2 separate regions of the Mus musculus genome follow, and region 2 is linked to region 1. A link is a contact called in public Hi-C data. All regions are on one chromosome and are shown on one strand. Each heading gives the region's core, a stretch centred on a gene start, on an enhancer-like site or on the middle of the called end of the contact. The rest is flanking DNA. Distances are from core to core; before and after follow the strand shown. Region 1 overlaps Fbxw8 (F-box and WD-40 domain protein 8). Region 2 holds the start of Hrk (harakiri, BCL2 interacting protein (contains only BH3 domain)).

What was found. A called contact is a pair of places that touch in the nucleus more often than the background predicts.
Region 2: a Hi-C map of cerebral cortex shows a contact between it and region 1, with 2.6 times the contacts expected there. The contact joins the promoter of Hrk here to the enhancer-like site in region 1. A contact is called at or near these places in 1 of 39 promoter capture datasets (hippocampal neurons), 5 of 484 Hi-C or Micro-C datasets (the N1E-115 cell line, cerebellar granule neurons, cerebellum and 1 more), 5 of 115 datasets of contacts at active chromatin or transcription factors (VIP interneurons, astrocytes, embryonic stem cells and 2 more) and 2 of 9 other capture datasets (adipose tissue and pancreatic islet).

Annotation. Positions count from the first base shown.
Region 1 is chr5:118,087,648-118,090,618 of GRCm38.p6, reverse strand. The region is part of intron 7 of Fbxw8 (F-box and WD-40 domain protein 8); the gene reads left to right. Among named protein-coding and RNA genes, the nearest start is that of Gm30466, 19 kb to the right of the region's middle. Within about 2 kb of position 1,303, at least 85 of the 459 cell types and tissues checked have an H3K27ac peak or open chromatin away from gene starts, as enhancers often do. A contact at or near this core is called in the N1E-115 cell line, adipose tissue, cerebellar granule neurons and 3 more, where this site is marked.
Region 2 is chr5:118,168,055-118,171,192 of GRCm38.p6, reverse strand. Hrk (harakiri, BCL2 interacting protein (contains only BH3 domain)) reads right to left here and starts at 1,429. Exons shown (of 2, transcript NM_007545.2): 1 at 1,065-1,429. The coding sequence starts at 1,410. The coding sequence ends at 1,132.

The DNA.
Region 1 (2,971 bases), core at 54-2,553:
CCCGCCTCAGGAAGATGATCATGGGTAAGTGCTAGAGCACTCTGCATCACTGCTCCTTGTCTCTGCCTGTTGGGGTGACTTTGTAACACATCACAGAGCCCCCTGCTCCTGTTTGGTTGGGTTTTAGAGCTTTCTGGCATCGATCAGGCCGTATGTGTGGCCTCACCATTCCACCCACTCTGCAAGAGTGTGGCTTGCACCAGTGCTTACAGGGTAAGCTTCTCTCTGAGGACTCACTGGGTCAAACCTGCTGCCCTGAGGATATTCTTGAGGGGTAACAGCGCCCACCCCACAGACTTCCTGGGTGCCTCTTCTCTAGGCTTTGCGGCTGGGAAGGAGGGTGGGGCTTTGCCTGACTTTGTTGTTCAGTTTATACTTTGTATCTCTCTGCTTGGAAGGCTTCCCCACATGGAGTGGCAGTGCCAGCAGCACTTAGGCCAGTGTCATGGTGCAGAGTGGTGAGTGCACTGCTGCGCACCTCTCCGCTGCTTGCTGGATACTCCTGGGGCCCATGGTTCTGGGGAACACTTGTCTGACCTCTCTTAGGCAATGAGGAATGGACCATGACTTCTGGGTTTGGTGAGCGGGGCTGAGCAGCTGAGGCTTATATGTTGTCTCTAAGGGCCATGCTCATTGCATCGGGCAGGGATGATGGTGCAGGAATCATTCCCAGTGTCCCAGCAAGAAGGGCTGCTCGGAGGTCTTTAACTTAGAGCAGAAAAGAATTCTGAGTCTCTGATGTCCGTTCTTAGTTCTCAGACTTGAGTATAAATGTCACTGAATGGCAGCTGACAGTAGAAGAGGCAGAAGTGTCTTAACCACGTCGTTTCACACTGCCATGCATCCACACAGCCCTCAACATGGCCCTGATAGTCCAGCAGCCTCCTAAAACTTGGTTTTGTCACGTAGTTTGGAATTCATCAGCAGTGCTTTTGTTTCCGTAACGATTTATAACAGCACACTACCTTTATTAATCTCTTTGCTGCCTGAATGTGCTCTCAGGGTGGATGGCTAGAGGCAGAGCTGCCGCGGGCGAACACCATGCTGTCGATGAGCTCGTGTCTCATAAAGGGATCCGGAGCCCCACTTAGTGCTCTCAGCATCGCTCTGTGGAGCTGGACATATTTCCCAATTTAGTTCTGAAGCTCTTGGCATTTGATGGCAGATTGTATTAAGCAGCACGCGGAGTGCATCCTAATCAGGGCAAAGGGTGAAGTCATCGCAGGCTGGAGTGAGCTGGGCAGGGAGGGAGGCTGGCTTAGGCTGCAGCAGCTTACATCACACTAGAAAGTAATTGCCCGACTCTCTGAGCTAATGACTGCCCATGTGCAGCCAGGAAGAGACTTGGGATTGGTTGCCTGCACTGGCCACAAGGGGAGCGTCTGTCTGGAGCCTTGGGTCAGAGTGTGCTGCAGATGGGTTGCCTTCTGCCCTGTCTGCCCAATCAGAGCGCCATCTTTTCTTCTGTTGAGGTTTCTGTGTGTGAGAGTCGAGACTTAATACTTCACATGCAAGACAAACAAGCAAAAATTGAAAGTTTGTAAAATATTTTCGCACGCTCTCCAGAACTCTGTGTCTCAGTTCCTTCTTTGTCCGGGCATTGACGGCTGACTCCTGAAGCCTGGTTTTCTGGAAGGAAGAGGGCCCAGCGTTGTTAGATTCCGTCACATCAGTGAGCAGGATCCCGTGGGTCGGGCATGCTTCCCTCTCCTGTTCAGCCTCTGCTCTGTCAGAGTAACCAGGGTGCAGAGGTTCTCTCTTGGGAGGCTGGGGGGAACTCCAGAGTGCTGAAAATCTCAAAGATAACTGAAAAATGAGAAATGAAGATTCGAGATTGTTTTGTGCAGGTGTTGCTCTTTTTTTTTTTTTTTTTAAAGATTTATTTATTATTACATGTAAGTACACTGTAGCTGTCTTCAGACACACCAGAAGAGGGAGTCAGATCTTGTTACGGGTGGTTGTGAGCCACCATGTGGTTGCTGGGATTTGAACTCTGGACCTTCAGAAGAGCAGTCGGGTGCTCTTACCCACTGAGCCATCTCACCAGCCCCGCAGGTGTTGCTCTTAATGCCAATCCCTGATCTTGTTGATATTACTGATAAGGAAGGACTGAATGGCACACTCTTAGCCTTTAGTGGGAACCTTGACACATCCCCACAGAGCCCCAGGGTCACTTGGGACATTCGGTGCCCCTCAGCTCAGCAGCTTCTGAAGATTCAGAACTGAGATCTCTAAGGCCACGCAGCGTGAAGGGTTCTGTGGAGGCTGCTGTTGTTACTTGCTGGGGAGGTAACTGACTGGGACTTAGGATCTGCGGTTCCTGGAAGGGTGAAGTGACTAGGTAGAAGGTTTGATCAGTGGGCTGAACAGGACTCTCAGAGTCATAAACTTCATAATGTTACTTTCCTTGCTATTCCAGTCCAGAAATTGTGGTGATGCTTGGTACGGTTGGTGCTCCTGTGCCCACTAGTATTGGGGAGGAGTTGGAGTTGTGCAGACAGAGACAACAGGCCGATGGAGAGAGGTGGCTCAGGCCAGCTGGAGCCCTAGGGATCCCTGGGAGGTGTGGGAGCCCGGGTTAGTTTCTTTTTCTGAGACTGGTTTTGAAAGAGGCCTATGAGTGAAAAGGGCCATTCAGAGCTGATGTGAGTGAGGTCTAGTATGAGTGAGGAGGTGATGTGAGTGAGGGCTGGTGTGAGTGAGGGCTGGTGTGAATGAGGACTAATGTGAGTGAGGGCTGATGTGAGTGAGGGCTGATATGAGGAGCTGATACGGGTGCTGAGTCCCAGTAAAGCTTTGCCGGCAGGGCTGGCACCACACCTCAGATAGTTTCTGTTTGCACACACCCTTCATGGTTTCGTATGCCACTGATGTTTGTAGTATTTCTGGATTTTTAAATTAACTTATCAGTATTCTGAAGACATTAACCACGTTTACAAAGCATTATGTTGACATATATCATGCCCACTGC
Region 2 (3,138 bases), core at 180-2,679, 80 kb before region 1:
CAAACTGCAGACCCTTGAGGAGACGGGAGTTGGCAGTGGAGATATGGAGACCTGGTCAAGTTGGAATACCAGGCGGTTTGAAAAGGGCCGGGGACTCGAGAACCTGTGGTGCATAATTAGGGGAGACTCTTAGCTCGGACTGGTGCAGTTCTACTGCGTGTGTTTACTGGGGCTGGCAGCGATTGTGGTGGCTTACGTCCTTCTAAAACCACTATGCTGCAGAGGAAGGAGGAGGAGAGAGAAGAGGGAGAAAGGAGAGAGGGGACAGTGAGGAGAGAGAGAAGGGGGGGAGAGAGAGAGAGGTGGAGAAGGAAGGGGGGACACGGGGTAGTGGGAGAGGAGAGAGAAAGCAGACTGGAGAAAGGGAAAACAGGAGAAAGTGGAAAGGCAGAGGAGAGCTACACAAGGGGAAGAATAACGTGAGCCAGGGGATTGGAGAAAGAAGAGAGTGAAAACACTGAAGAGAGATGAGAGTGAGGGAGAAGAGAGAGGAGTGGGGAGGGGGGGGAGAGTGAAGACAGAACAGAGACAGGGGAGCGGGAGGAGAGGGGGAGGAGGTAAGGAAAAAGAGGAGAGAGAGAGGGAAAGGAAAGGGAGAGGAAGGAGAAGGGGAGGAGGGAAGGAAAAAGAGGAGAGAGAGAGGGAAAGGAAAGGGAGAGGAAGGAGAGAGGGGGAGAGAGTGGAGATGGAGAGTGGAGGGAAAGAAGAGAGGAGAGAGATGAAGGAGGGAAGGAGAGAGGGAGAGAGAGGAAGGAGGGAGGAAGAGAGAGAGGGAGAGAAGAGAGAGGGGGAAGGAGAAGGGAGGAAGAGAAGAGAGAAAGGAGAGAGGAACAGAGGGAGGAGGAGAGAGAATGAGGGAAGAGAGGGAGGGAGAGGGAGAGAGAGAGAGAGAGAGAGAGAGAGAGAGAGAGAGAGTAGGGGGGATGAGGCGGAGCAGATACTCGGGGTCTGGATAAAGAGGGACAGAGGGCAAGCGAAGAGTAGGAGACCGGGTCCGCTGTTCCTCGCCGAGGAGCCCTGGCTCCCGCTGTCGCTGTCGCTCTCCCGCCCGCTTGCCCGCGTACCTGTTGCTCGGTCCGGGCTGGGTCTCGGCTCCGGTCCCCCCCACCAAGAAGGCCCCGCGCGCGCCGCCTACGCGCTCCGCCTGCCGAGCAGCCAGGCCGCCAGCGCCGCCACCTGCGCGGCCGCGCACAGCCAGGGCCAGCGGGCGCGGAGCGCGGGCAGCAGCGCGGGCAGCGGGTCCCGGGGCCGCGCGCGACGCCGCATGGCGCGTCGGTGCAGCTCGTCGCCCAGCGCCTGCAGCCGCAGCGCGGTCACCTGCGCCGCCGCCCAGCGCAGCCCGGGGCGAGCGTCGCCGCAACCGCACACGGCCGGGGGCCCGCGGCCGCGATGCCGGGGACACGGGCACATGGCGTGCGGAGGAGCCTCCCTGGACCCCAAGTTTCGCCCTTCACCGCGCGTTTGTTGTGCTGACGGCGCTATTATTAATTAAAGTGTCACATGGTGGAGGGGGCGGGGAGGGCGCGGGGAGGGGGTTACATCATCCGGCCCGGGGGGTGGGGAGTGTGTGCAGGAGAAAAAGCCGAGAGGTAACTTTTAACCCTCGAGACGCCGGCAGGGCGGGGACAGGCAGGGATGCGGGGCTTCGGGAATGCTGGCCCGGGGTCCGCTGTTTCGCTTCCCGGGCTGCGGGAGGCTCCAGCTCGGAGATAGCCTGGAAAGCCAGCTCGGTGCGCACTGTGAATTGAGCTCCGGGAGAATTCGGCCGTAATGCGAAAAGATCCCCGGGCTGTTGTGTGGCCTGGGTGGTGGGAGGCAGGGTTCAAGCCGACTTGCCCTGTTTCGGGACAGCCTCCGCACCTGTCAGCCTCCGGGTGGGTGCACACATTCCTGACACGCGTTCGCACCCCCTTCTGGTGACCTGACTTAAGCGCACCCCGGGGTGGGAGCCTGAACCCTGAAATGAAGGCGGGGGACCCGGGATGGGTTGGACTCCAACTTGGGCGAGTCGCCTTTGCACTCAAGACATCTCCCCACCCCCCACCCCCCACCCAAGAACGTGGTTCTAGAGAGAAGTTCTTGCAGCCTGCTTACTTTGTAGGCTTTATCTTTTCAAACGGGGTCAGAGTTTGCTGGCGACCCTGTAAGGCTTTGCCTTGGTGCCCAGTGAGGTTACCTAACCCAAAGGAAGACCAATCCAGTTTTGCTCCAGCTCCAGCCTGGGAAGTCCTCTGGGGAGGGTGCCGACCAGTGAGGAGGCTCCTGGGACTCCTTAGGGTGCTAGAGAGACCCGCCCACCATGTCCAAGCCACTGGATTTTGGACAGCTTTGGGATTGGGGCCTGAAGGAGCAGGGAAGTGGTCCATATACAACCTGGTCCATATAGTGGTTTCAGGCCAGCCACAGTTACAGAGAGAATCCTTTATTTAAAAACCCCAAAGAGTCAGGGATGCCTCTGTGGGTAAAGGTGCTTGCAACCGAACCTGATGACTTAATTTCAGTCCTGTGAATCCGTGTGTTCCAAAGACAGAAATCTGATACCCACAGATTGTCCTCTGACCTCCATATGTACTACCCTATGTGTATGCACATAAGATAGATAGATAGATAGATAGATAGATAGATAGATAGATAGATAGATAGATAGATAGATAGGAGATAGACAGACGTATTCAAACAGAAAACAAGTCGAGCAGTGGTTGTACACGCCTTTAATCCCAACACTTGGGAGGCAGAGGCAGGCAGATTTCTGAGTTCGAGGCCAGCCTGGTCTACAGAGTGAGTTCCAGGACAGCCAGGGCTACACAGAAAAACCCTGTCTCAAAAAACCAAAATAAATAACTAAAACCCAAAAGATAAGAAACTATGAACTCACCTTTTTGGAGTTCTGTGATGTTATTGTGACTTTCCTTTTGTTTCAAAAACTCTGCTACGGTGTAACCAGAAGCTCTCCTGCCTCATCCTCCTGACCACCAAATGACAGGAGGACTCTGCAGCTTGACTGACTTTCAGCCACATCAATGGGCTACGGGCTCCCTTGGAAGCTTGGTGAGGTGACTGTCAGAGCTCAGCATAGCCCAGCTGTGTGCTTTTGGTGACCCTCGCCCCCACCCAGTGGGCAGTCACTGTGCCCTTACT